2 separate regions of the Gossypium hirsutum genome follow, and region 1 is linked to region 2. The links are chromatin contacts, called in public Hi-C maps. All regions are on one chromosome and are shown on one strand. The core of a region is the stretch at or near the end of the contact, and the rest is flanking DNA. Distances in the headings are between cores, read along the strand shown. Region 1 overlaps LOC107888367 (DExH-box ATP-dependent RNA helicase DExH10). Region 2 has its middle 5.1 kb from the start of LOC121224994.

The links. Hi-C and Micro-C count contacts between places; a contact is called where the count stands out from the background.
Region 1: a Hi-C map of leaf shows a contact between it and region 2, with 1.5 times the contacts expected there. The contact joins two enhancer-like sites. A contact is called at or near these places in 4 of 34 Hi-C or Micro-C datasets (cotyledon and leaf).

The regions. Positions count from the first base shown.
Region 1 is chrD13:58,770,036-58,776,283 of Gossypium_hirsutum_v2.1, reverse strand. LOC107888367 (DExH-box ATP-dependent RNA helicase DExH10) reads right to left here. Exons shown (of 16, transcript XM_016812451.2): 16 at 6,166-6,248. It also overlaps the pseudogene LOC121203475 and a transcript of LOC107888369 not described here. Among protein-coding and RNA genes, the nearest start is that of LOC107888367, 19 kb to the right of the region's middle. Within about 2 kb of position 4,518, at least 8 of the 9 cell types and tissues checked have an H3K27ac peak or open chromatin away from gene starts, as enhancers often do. A contact at or near this core is called in cotyledon and leaf, where this site is marked.
Region 2 is chrD13:58,660,554-58,667,395 of Gossypium_hirsutum_v2.1, reverse strand. It overlaps the pseudogene LOC107890166. Among protein-coding and RNA genes, the nearest start is that of LOC121224994, 5.1 kb to the left of the region's middle. Within about 2 kb of position 2,980, at least 2 of the 9 cell types and tissues checked have an H3K27ac peak or open chromatin away from gene starts, as enhancers often do. A contact at or near this core is called in cotyledon and leaf, where this site is marked.

The sequences.
Region 1 (6,248 bases), core at 3,269-5,768, 110 kb before region 2:
ATAGGGAGTCGCAGTAGGCTTGTATAAATGTCTTCTGAGCTAAGAGATCATCAACTTCTGACAGGAAGGATGTAGGAGCCCCATATTGAGATTAATTATGGAGGTTAAATCTGAGCCTCGGATGAGGGGGAATATAGATACTCGGAAAGGGAGGCTGCCCCAAGATTGGAATGAAGGAAAGACTGGTGCATCAGGCAACCCCTCCACCTTGAATTTATAACTTGCATGATGGATTGCATCTTGTGACGCATCAAGATCCGATAGGCGAGGGAACAAGGCATGCCTACCAACAGATCATCAACTGTTAATCAAAGCAGCAAAAAGTTAATTTCAAAGGACTAAAGTAGTAAATCAAAGAAGCGAAAGTTGCTTCCAATACTGCAAAACCATGGTTTAAAATTGAATCCTAGTACTGGATGGTGTCTTCTTGAGAAATAAGGCCAATCCACAAATTTCATCACATTGTGGAGTTCGGTTACACAATAAAAACATCAAATCACTATTCAATTATTGAACCTCAAAAGCAAAGGAAGCAAAACCTTGCAACACTTCAATGCTTATTAGAAATATGCACACCTTTAGGAGATCAAATAATGAATCTAAAACCCTTGGAAGAACAAAATGTCACTTAGAGTTCCATTATTCAATTTACAAGAAGAAGAAGAAGAACAAAAAAAAGTATCAGAGAACAGATAATAACTATCAAAGTTTCAGCTTAATTGAAATTGTTCTTCAAGCCATTAGAATGTTCAGAGTCCCATAATAGAAAATATTAACAACATGTTTGGTTGGGTGTATTGGGATAGCCAATACACCCCTAATTGGTGGGGCCCACTTAAGACGCCTCTATGCCGTTGTTTGGTTCGTGGTTTTTCTATTACGGCTGTAATACGCGATTAATTTAATCGGTGAAATCCACCGATTCCTAATACACCCCATTTGCTCAGATTAGGCTCCGCATAGGTTTACCATCCCTGTTATACCCTCCCATCTGCTTCCCCGTTTCTCTTCTGTTCCTTCTAGCCTCTGCCGAATTCGTTGTTGGCAAGTTAATCCCCTCCAGATTTGTTTCACTCTGCTGATTCTGCATGTAATCGGTTTCCCCTTTTCTGATGACAGCTTCTTCTTCATCGCACTGTGCCCGGATTTGGTCATTTACAGGTTAGTGTTTTGGGTTTTTAAGCTTTCCGTTCCTCCTAATTTATTCCTCTTCTTGGTTGCCTTGCCTGCGCCTTGTTATCGCCATTTCTGCTTCTTTCCAGGCTCCACTCAAGGCTTCAATCTATTTCAAAGGAAATCCATATTCATTACAGGTCAACTAAACCTTCAATTTACAAGCCATATGTAATCATGTTTCATTTTTTTTTAATTTTGGGTCTCTGCAAGATTTGTTCTTTTTGGGGTTTTGAATTCTTTTTATTGTTATGTTTAGTTAATCCTTGAATTTATGTTGTTTAGAGATGGTGAATTTAACAGAAGTAATATAGTTGATGTCAGTATTCATGTCTGTGGAAGAAATGATTAGAAGAGTTAATTATAACAAGAGAAATGGAAATAAGGTACAATTCACTGCGTTAAAAACAGTACCTTTTCGTTGAACAAAACTCCACCAGTAGGGTTATATTTGTCGATAGATTTATGGATGAATGCCTTCAAGTCTGGACTGTTTTCTATCTCAAGAATCTTTAAGGCTGGGAAGTCAACAGTATAATCTTCATGGAAAAATCCAATGAGTTTCTGAAGATCTTTCAATTTGAGGGAGTTCAATCGAGGGAAGCAAATTAATCCTCTGTTTTAGAATGCTTCTTCGATCTGCTTCTCCATTGATATTATCTCCTGCATGCATTTGCATTCACTTACTTCCAAGCAAATTGATGGTAATTTGAATTACGAAATAGATTCAGTTTAAATAGTTTCTTGGTTTGCACGTTGAAGGAAATTGGGTTCTTTTCTGGGAGCATTTGTGATTTACTTTTGTAATACTTGTTGTAAATCTGTTCATAAGGAACTCATAAATGCTATGGCATTTACAACAATTTTCATAAGTTGTTCATAAGGATGAGGATGCCAAGGTTTTAGGAGTTTTCTAGGGGGATTCACTGCAGTTGAATTTCTGTTAAAAGATACAGCATTCTTTGGAATTTGAACTGGTTGCCTCTGTTTGCTTAAATGGATTGACCTAATGTTTCCCCCTGATTGTTGTAGATATGGAGAACAGTGCTGTTGCTGCCTTTTAAGCTCATTACAGTATTCTTGCATGAAGCAAGTCATGCAATTGCCTGCAAACTTACCTGTGGTCATGTAAGAAAGCCCTTTCCTTTATCACATGTCATATGAAGGGTTTAAACATGTCTTTAATGTGACCATTAAATTTTGGCTGCATAATTTTTCTACTAACCCATCTTGCTGGTTTTAGTCTTTGGATTATGGTCTGCTCAATTATCAATGTTCCTTTATCAGCCAACTAGTCTAGTTGAAGTCCTATAGGTGTTATTTGGAGATGTGCGTGTAAGAAGTGACTGTATTTTTAATGTGGCAGGCACTTGTTGATGCCCCGGATATGGTAAGAGGCCAAATGAACTTCAAGAGGCTTACATTGACAGATATCACAATTGACATTCCACGTGTTCCCAAGAACAAATGGGTTGATCGAAGCTATGGAGAAGGCTGGTAAGGACGACGACAGCTTTCACCAGCATTTGTAATGTTGTTTCTTGAAGATATGTTTTCTTTCTTATCACTCTTATGTTAACTTGCAGATGTTAAGAACAAATGGGAAAGTAGCTCGTGGGGTAGAAAGTTGATTGTCCAGAAGAGAAGAGCATCTCTCAACGACTTTGATAGGTTCAAGCTTATGTTGGCTAAGATCAAGGTCAGTTTCCGATACACCCCCTATTATGTCTACCTGTTTTATACCAGAGTTCTTTTCTTGAAAGCACTTCCTCAAAACTTCAATCGAAGCTTGACGAGCTGTAATACGGTTTTGCAGAGGTCTGGAGTCATCAAGCAAGAACTTGCTAAGCTGAAAAATGAGAATGCATCTTGAATTTGATATTGAATCATGGATTTTTGTTAGTTTTTGTCATCAAACATTCTGCAGGTTGTTCTTTTTTGTAATTTTTTCTTTTATTTACAAATGATTAAAAGATTAAAGATCAGTTGAGAGATCTTTGTTTGCTATATTACATATTTTATAGTGAGTTTAATAGCAGGATATTGCTTTGCTTGCTGCAATTTTTCGTATCAAAATTCTGGTATTTATTTATATTCCCTTTATAGCATAATGAAAAATAAGACACTTAAGTTGTTTAAGTTTATAAGCTTCAAAATAAAAAGTTTTGATGTATTGTTTAGACAAACTCGAGCTGCTCAAGCTAGATATCGAGTTAATTATCTTACCTTAATTTATGTGTGTATATACTAAGTTTTGCTGATAATAAATATTAACCATTCATTCAGATAATTTTCCTATACATATGTATTTGTGTATATAAAATCATGCATTTATAAAGTAATAAAACACTGTCCAATACAACCAAGCATTTGGTTTAAATGATTGATACATGATCAAAACAAAAAGAATAAGAAACAAAGAATGAGTAACAAACAGTTACATGTTAATTTTAATATTAATTATTTCAAATTATCTTTTATAGTATCATATATTATGATTTGAGTAAATTCATATAAGAATATTAATTATTAAGAATTTTATTAAATTATATACTTTAATTATAATATATTTAATAATAATTATGTTAATTTATATTTTATAGTATTATATATTATTGATTTGAGTAAATTCATATAAGAATATTGATTATTAAAAATTTTATTAAATTATATATTTTAATTATAATATATTTAATAATAATTATGTTTAAATATGATTAAATTATTTATTATTGATATTAATAATCTTATTAAAATTTAAATAACAATAACAATAATCATTTACCAAAATAAATTTATGCTAAGGGTATTCTAGTTATTTTAGTTTTTTCTATTAAGCTATTACACCTCTATTCCATTCAACCAAACACAATATTACTATTACGCCTCTATTCTATTACATTTAACCAAACAGTTGATTTGTTATTACACCTCTAATCCAATAGAGCGAACCAAACGCACTCTAAGAGTTGCTAGTAATAAGTACATACCTACACCAATGACCACTCTTGCTTTAAAGGACTAAAAACCAAGTCCGACCCAACAAATGAATGAGCATAAAATTATTATTATCTTCTTCCATCAAGCTTGGCCTGCAAGTAGGACCGATAAGAACGGTTTTTAAAAACCCCTAGATGCCGACCATTCTGTTTTTTTCCCTTATTTATAAATTGAAAATACAACCTGGAATCCAGAAATCCAGGAACAAAAAATCAAAATTTTATTCATCAGTACTATTACTAAAATTTATAGCATTGATAATAAGACAAAATAAGAATAAGGAGGAATGTTGTTGACAGCCTGTAAGCGAAACTCTGGAAGAGAATCCAGTTCCCCAAGAAGGCCGCCAAGACCTGATTTAGGTGAGCCTACTACCATTCACACATAAGATATAGCTTTTGGATGTGAATGGCTAACTAGCCACCAGGAATAAGAAATAACAGAAGCAATGTCTACTTGGTTGAACTTGAGGGTGATTTGAAAGGTAATCACCAAAATAACAGAAACCTGGACTCATTTTTGTCCTACCACCTCTTTCTCCCTAAGCTCTTGTTTCTTTCTGCTTCCATATATACAACGGGTCGGTGAAGGAGAAAAAGGCAGAAGGCGGAGAGTTTTCGTAGGGTTTCCTAGTTTTTCTACTACCTTTGTATGTAATTATGATGTGTGAATAATTAGGTTCTCTGTAATAATGGGCCTTACATAAAAAGCCTAATGAAGATCTCCAACAAGTCTCACTGAACTTCTGTAATCCCTTGTCACCAAAACCTAAAATGCACACTTACTCCTAGTATTTAGTAGAGGTGTGTTTAGTTTTGAAAAAAAACAAAAAAAAATTGAAAGGCAAAAAACTAAAATGATGGAAGTAGAAAAAATTAAGAAATGAAAAAAAATTACTTTTTATTTTCATCTATTGTTTAGTAGAGTAAAAAAATTTAAAAATAAAACATTTATAAATTTCATAATTTTGAACTAAGCTATTCATTTTTCTCATTTTCTCTCTTTTTGTTTTTTCAATTTAAAATAATTATTTTTATACATTATGATTACCTCTCATTTTTTCTCCACTTCTATTTTTTTACTTTTCTGCTCCCTCCTCCCACCACCCTAACAAGATAAACTTGAGTACAAAAAAACTCTAAATTTCGAATTTTTTTAAAAGTCAATCTGATTTGAAGATAAAAAAAGAAATTGAATTTAAAATGACCAAAATTCAAACTTGAAATAATTCGAGATTGAATAAATTAAATTAAAAGTTTAAATTTGAAAAAACACAGAGCCCAAAAATTAAATCAGTAAAAACTCAAACCCAAATTATGTATATTACCTTAACTTTATGATTATTAAATATGTATGATAAGGTATTAGATCAAATATTAAATGATGAAATTGCCAAATATAAATTAGATCTTAATAAAAATAGATGATTCTCCACTAATCCATGAAAATAGAACCGTGCCAGCCAATAGTTTTCTTTTGCATCGCATATTTCGGTTGGTGCTAGAGGTCCTTTTTTTTTCTAAAAAAAAGAATACTAAAAATGATGCAAGTAGAAAAAATGAAAAAATATTGCTCTTTATTTTCATCTTGAAAATTAAGGGAAAAAAAAGAAAAATTTATAATTTTAAACTAACTTATACATTTTTTCTCATTTTTCCAATTTGAAAAAAAATAATTTTTATAGATTAGAATGAAAAATAATTGGTTCCATTTTTTCTCCTCATTTTCTACTCCTCCCTCCCATCCCTCCACTCACTTTTCTTTTGCATCCCATAATTCGGTTAGTGCTAGTAAAAATAATCTTAAAATACTAGATAAAAAAATATTTTTTTAAAAAGAAATTAAAGAACCAAACCAATCTAAACCAGTCATTCGGTTTGGTTCGATTATCTTTTCCATTCAGTTTCAGTTATGTTTTCAAAAACATAATACGTACAGCATGGAGTTATTACAAAGCTGATGATAATAAACAAAATTTAGAGCTGCACTTCCTGAGCATAATAAACTAAAAAAAGGGATAGAATTCGGAAGGCAGGGTTACATTTTAGAAGATGAAGAGGAGAAATCTATGGGTG
Region 2 (6,842 bases), core at 1,731-4,230:
ACTTGATATTTTTAAGGCCTTGTATAGTGCCATCAACCAAATAGCCAGAGGGCCAAGGTTAGGCATTTAGTCTAAGTCAAACATTGGAACTTAGGGATGACAATTCAGATTGTTAACTGGTTATTTGACTTGAATTTTGTGGATTCAGATAATATTCAGATGTTTAAATTACTGTTCGTTTCGAATCTGGAGTGGATGCAGATAGACTCCCTCGTATATCCGTTATTGGAATCCAAATTCCTACACTTGTACATTTGGATTCAGATGCATGCGAACATTCGATCCGAATTTACTAATTACAAAATCAATGCTTCCAACAAGGTTTGAATACAAAAGTCATGTTTTAATTATCAATATTTACCTTAAACATTGGTTATACTTTACACAAATTAGTAAATTTCTTATAAAATATACTAAATTATATTTTTAAAATTAAATATAAAAAAATTATTAGAAAAAATCTAATCATTTAACATATTATTCTCTAAATTAAATTTAGTTTATCTTGAATTATATCCTTTTGCATAATAAAACCTAACTAAACAATGAAATAGAATCATAAAAATCCCTATATTTGTGTTTATCACATTTATTATTTGACCAATTAAATTAATTTAAACAAAAAATTAACTAATACGTATCTAATTAAAATAAATATTATAATTAATATGAATTTAATTTATAGTGTGAGATATAATTATAGTTAGTAAATATCATATTAAAAAAATGATATACATACACATTTAACTTCATCTAATATATCAATTGCTATATATAAGTAAATTATGAATGTATAATAATTATTACACAATTATGATAAGCAAAAAAATTAAATAGTCATATTCATAAGTAAATTGCCTCTAGTGTTTTTCTCTTTTAAAACTTTTTGAATCTCCATAGACAGATCATCAAACATGGGCAAAACTTCATCATTTGAGAGAGCCATTTTTGTTAATGCGTGTGCAATCTTGTTGGTCTCTCTAGGAACATATCTCAAGCATCACTTCTCTTCATTTAATAGAATCTGTTGAATCTGTCTAACCAGAGTAGAATTTGATCGTTCAAGTTTGCTATCACTAATAGTAACAACGACCTCGAGGTTATCAAATTGGATGATGATCTCATTGTATCCTTGTTTTTGAATCAGAAGTAGACCATCCAATATGCCCCAAAGCTCTGCAACAAAGACTGAGCACTTCCCCAAGAATTGATTGTATCCCACGATCCAATTTCCCTTCCCGCAATACTCCATTTGCAGCAAAAAAACCTAGAAACTGATTGAACAACACCGTTAGTATTGAGGAAGACACACATACCCGAGTTCGAATGTTTAAGAGTCTGTTGTAGTCCCATCACCAAAGCATTTATTGATGATATGCAACCTAGTCTTTAAACATGTAACTGATTTTATGCTAAATTGTAGTATAAACAATTAACATTATCTAATTTCAATTGAGTTAAGGCTTAATTAACATAATTTGAAGAAATTTATAAAATGATTTTGTTAATATATTGATAAAAAAAAACAAGATAGACAGTTACATAAAAATTCAAACTAATAATTAAAAGATAAGATAAAGATAATAACAATGTATTTGAATGTTTCTGTTATAGTTCGGATTTATGGATCGATTCACTGAACGATTTATCGAAAAATCTACTACGAGTGACGGTTTTTTTTTCATTTTACGATTCTTGTTGTGAGAATAATCTATAATAAATGAGTGAAACTCGTCAAACGAAATCTCTTACCTTAGACTTAATGAGAGTGAGTTTGAAATTAAATTCCAATCAACCTCTTAATAGATTGAATACAAATCATGTATAGTTAACAAGAACATGTCTTCTTATGCATCTTGTAGTTTTCGTGGTAATCTACTTGAGTGGATTGACCACATTGTTTGAGAATGCATGGTTGCAAAGGAGAATTGGATTTCTTCTCGTCAAGCTTCTATGGTTGGTTTCTGAATAATCGTAAGTCTAACAGGTTGTTGAACTCAAAGTTGCCATCAGGGTTCTAATTTTTTTTTTTGGTAATAAGGTATTCAGTGTTGATAGTAGTGATAAATCCTCTCATTTCATATGCTCTCTGAAAAGTTGAACAGTTGATCATGAATTGTGATTTATTCTTATAAATGGTTCTATTCTATTTGCTTCTTTATTATGGGGCCTGTGAAAGTATAGAAATAATAAGATTTTACGTGGCTTCGGTATGATAGCATCACACGTGACTATTCATATTTAAAATTTTGCACTTGATATTTGTAAGGCCTTTTATAGTGCGATTAACCAACTAGCCAGAGGGCCAAGGTTGGTCAGTTGGTCTAAGTCAAACAGTAGAACTTAGGGATGTGAATTTGGATTGCGGATTTGATATTTGACTACAATTTTGTGGATTCAGATAATATTTGAATATTTTGGATGCAAAAATTACTATTAGTTTCGAATTTGGAGCAGATGCATATAGACTCACTTGTAAATTTATTATCAGAATCCACATTCCTACACTTGCATATTTAAATTCAGATATCCACAAATATTTGATCGGAATCTACTAGTTACAAAATCAATGCTTCTAACAAAGTTTGAACACAAAAGTCATGTTTTAACTATCAATATTTACCTTAAACATTGGTTATACTTACACAAATTAATAAATGTAATGTAAAAATATAATAAATTATATTTTTTAAAATTAAATATAAAAATATATTATAAGAAATCTCTACTTTAATATATTATTCACTAAAATCAAATTTAGTTTATCTTGGATTATATTCTTTTGCATCAGTAAATCTAACCAAATAATGAGATGAAATCATAAAAATCGTTATTTTTACCCAATAACTTGTATCTCTTTGTGAATATTATTGTTATTCTCTAAAATTCATATATAGCACTGGCGTTGTTTATCTAGTCCTCAGTGTAGGTCTGATCTTTGGGTTAAGTATTGGGCTAAGCTTACTATTTTGGTTGCCCCAAACCCAATTGTCTTAAATCTTATTTGGACCTTTGTGACATGAATGATATATATAACTGAAATATGAAATACGTAACTGAAAGGCATGAACCTTAAACATTCTTATGCATTTAATGTCTACATTAAAATTGCAGCTACTATGGTAATAAATTTGGTATCAAATCTGGAATTTAAACACCTGTCTTCTCCTTTCCTTTTTAGGTCAAAATTAATATGTGTCCAGCGAGGACAAGTGATGCATCCCTTCTTCTCTACAAGACTCTAATATCCATATATAATCGCACACACTATTGGCGTAACATGCAATCAAATACATAGAACATAAGACTTCAATTCTCCATGTCTAGAAAGAAAATGAAGCTTGCTTACATTACCAATGACTCAAAAAGGAAAACTACCTACAAGAAAAGTACCAAGGGTTTGGTGAAGAAGGTGCATGAACTCACTACCCTTTGTGGGATTGAGACTTGTGCTATTATCCACTCTCCTGATTTCGACTCTCAACCAGAGGTATGGCTGTCCCACGCAGGTGCTCGACGATTGCTTTCTGAGTTCAAGAAGCTGCCCCGGTCGAAATAAAACAATAAGATGGTTAACCAAGAGAGATTCCTCGAGCAAAGCATAGCCAAAGCTACTCGACAGCTTAGGAAACTGCGCAAGGAGAATCGCCAAACGGAGTTGAAAAAAGTCATGTTCCAAAGCTTGAGTGGAAAAGTGATATTTCAGAGTTTGAATGCGATGGATTTGAATGAGGTGGGTCTGTTTGTTAAGCAAAACTTGAAGGATATTAATGATAGAGTTCGTGTGCTTACTAAAGCGTCTCGTTTCTAAGGATGTTATTGGCAGTGTTCTCTAGATCTAGTGCCTTCTTTGTATTGGGATATATAGGTGTATCAACTTCAATTTTTGCTTGTGTTATGTCGACCAAATATTGAAGTTGTTTACCCCTTGAATTTAATATGGTTCAATAAATTATTTTATGTGGCTATCGTCTTTGTAATAATCGAAATATATCATTCCCCCATTTCAAATTTCTATGGAGTCATTATTTATGAAGGCTTATTTGCAAAAAAAAAAAAAACATTTTTTTAAACTAGAAAGTAAAAAAAAAAAAAAACTAATGTTTGTTTTATGAGTTTAGATTCATACTGAACTATTTGGTTTTTCAATACAAATATACCCATACTTCCTTTCCACCCAGAGTTTAAATAAGCTTAAAGAAATGTTCTCTTAGTTGTTATAATAATAACAATTTCAATTGAATTAAGGTTTAATCAACGTAATTGAAGAAATTTATAAAATAATTTTGTTAATGTATTGATAAAAAACAAGATTTTTTTCTTTCCTTATGACGGAAGATTGTGGTGGCTCTTGCTCGTCGGAAGTAGATCAGAATACCAAAAAAGTACGTTTTAAAGAAACCAAAAGGGAGGAAAGTATCGATATGGTCGTTGAGCTATCCCCTGAACCAACACTTTCTTGGAAGGGCAAACTTTTGGGCAAGGGATCTCTTGAGCGTAACAATGTTTGATGTAGTTGTAAACTAAATAAAAATCAGACTAAGGCAAGTGCACCTATCAATTAATAGTATAGCTACGGTGAGAAAAGATATTGTTCCCACACGAGGACTAAAAGTACTAGTAAATACTGACTTTCTATGAATTGACTCACAAATTAGAGAGTTTGATTAAAACTAAAATTAACTTAATTAATTAACTAAAGAACACAACAAAGAATGAATCAGGAAAATAAATGATTACCAACTAGGAAGCGAAACAATACCTAGGAAAGAGTCCACCTAGATTTCATTTGTCATTATCAATCTGAATTAAACAATTTCTTCACTTAGTACCTTGATCCAAAGAAATCCCTAAATTATGCTAATATCTCTTTCATGAGTAAGATCAGCTGACTCTAGGTTGATTAATTGAAATTTCTTTCTAATTAAAACCCCTATTATCACATTAACTCGATATATGGATCCCCTCACTAGATTTGACTCTAATCCAATAGATTTATGTCGTCCTATATCTAGGATTGCATTGAACTCCACTTAATTATGCTAGATCTACTATCAAGTAGAGACTTTTCCTCCTCTGATTTAAGCACATCAAACATGGATTAATAGTCCAAAAATATTAAACCAAGAATTAAACACACATAACTGAGAACAAGATTCAATCATTTATTGCGTAAAACAGAAATCAAAAGACAGAAATCATCATAGGGTTCATCTCCCCTAGGTATTTAGAAAGTTAGGTCATGCTCGCAAATGAAAACATCCCAAAGATTGTATAACCACAAGAAATAAAAAAAATCATAATAAGCTTTAAAGAAAGCAAAAGGAGATCGTCAATCTTGATGGAAATCTGCTTCAGAGTTGGCTTCAATGGTGTTTTTCGAGTTGTTTTCTTGAGTATTCTATGATAGCTCCCTCGTCTCTTCTCGTATTTGGTATATATAGATCTTATGATGCCAAAAAACCTAAAAATAGCGTTTTCTCGCGTGTTTGGAGCGTAGATCATGATTTCCAAATGGTCTGGCACATGGTCGTGTGCCTCACATGACCTTCTGGCTAGCCCCTGTAGCTTATGTACCTTGCTCTGATTTTTTGGTTTTCACTCATTTTCGCTTATTTTTCTCCCAAATGCTCTCCTAAGTATAGAAACATGAATTTAAAGGATTAGGAGCATAAAATTCACCATTTTAAATAGAATAATCATCCAAAAACACATTAAGAACTAGGCTAAAACATATTACTTTTGGATGATCTAAAGACCACTATTCATGATATGTCTACCCCTTGGATGAGAATCGGAGACTTTAATACTATTCTTTCCCTTAGTGAAAAGAAAGGTGGGCGACATCCTGGGAAGAGGTGTTCTTTTTTGGGGGATTTTATGGATTGGGATGGAAATCAGAGACTTTTATGGATTTGAATGATTTGGGTTTTCGTGGTCCCTCTTTCACTTAGCTTAGAGGTGGGATCCACGAACGTCTCGATAGGGCTATTGGTAATAATGTGTGGCTTACTGCATTTCCTCATAATTTGATGACTTATCTCCCGCGAATCAAGTCTGACCATAGGCCTCTACTCCTTATTCTAAGACTTGAGGCCAACTTACCCAAAGGTAGACCCGTTCAGATTTGTAGTTCTATGGGTTGACCCAAATTTTTTGGAGTTCGTTAAGGACAATTAGAGCTTTAATGGAAACATGGTTGTTTCCCTTAATCAATTTACCTTCAATATTAATCATTGGAACAAATCAGTATAAGGTCATATTTGAAATTGTTAAGGACATCTAGTAGAAAAATTATGTTATATTCAAAGGTAGATGGAATGATCAGATTCTGAATTGTTGAGACAATTAGAAATGGAGCTTCGTGAAGACTTGGAGAATATATTTCGGTCCTTGGATGGCCATAAAGATCGATCTCAAGAAGGCATATGATTGGGTTCATGGGATTTCATTGATGATTCACTCTATGCTGCAGGTATATAACATCCAAAGTTGTTAATAGGTATATAACTTCCTCTTCTTTAGCATTTACAGGGAATTGGATCCAGATGTGAACAGATGGATCCATCAAATTAGATTCAAGCTTTGCAACTGTAGTAGGAGTTATGCGAGATTGGAATGGGAAATGAATCGTAGGATTTAATCGATATTTAGGAACATGTTCAATCTTGGTAGCTGAGTTGTGGGCCATTTTTGATGGATTGACCCTTATCTTAGAACGGGGCCATGATAGAGTGTTGATTAATACAGACAGTATTGAGACAGTTCTAGTTATTCAGGATCAATACTCAAGAGATTTAAAATCTACTCTAATTAGAAGAATTCACCAGTTTTTGACAAAG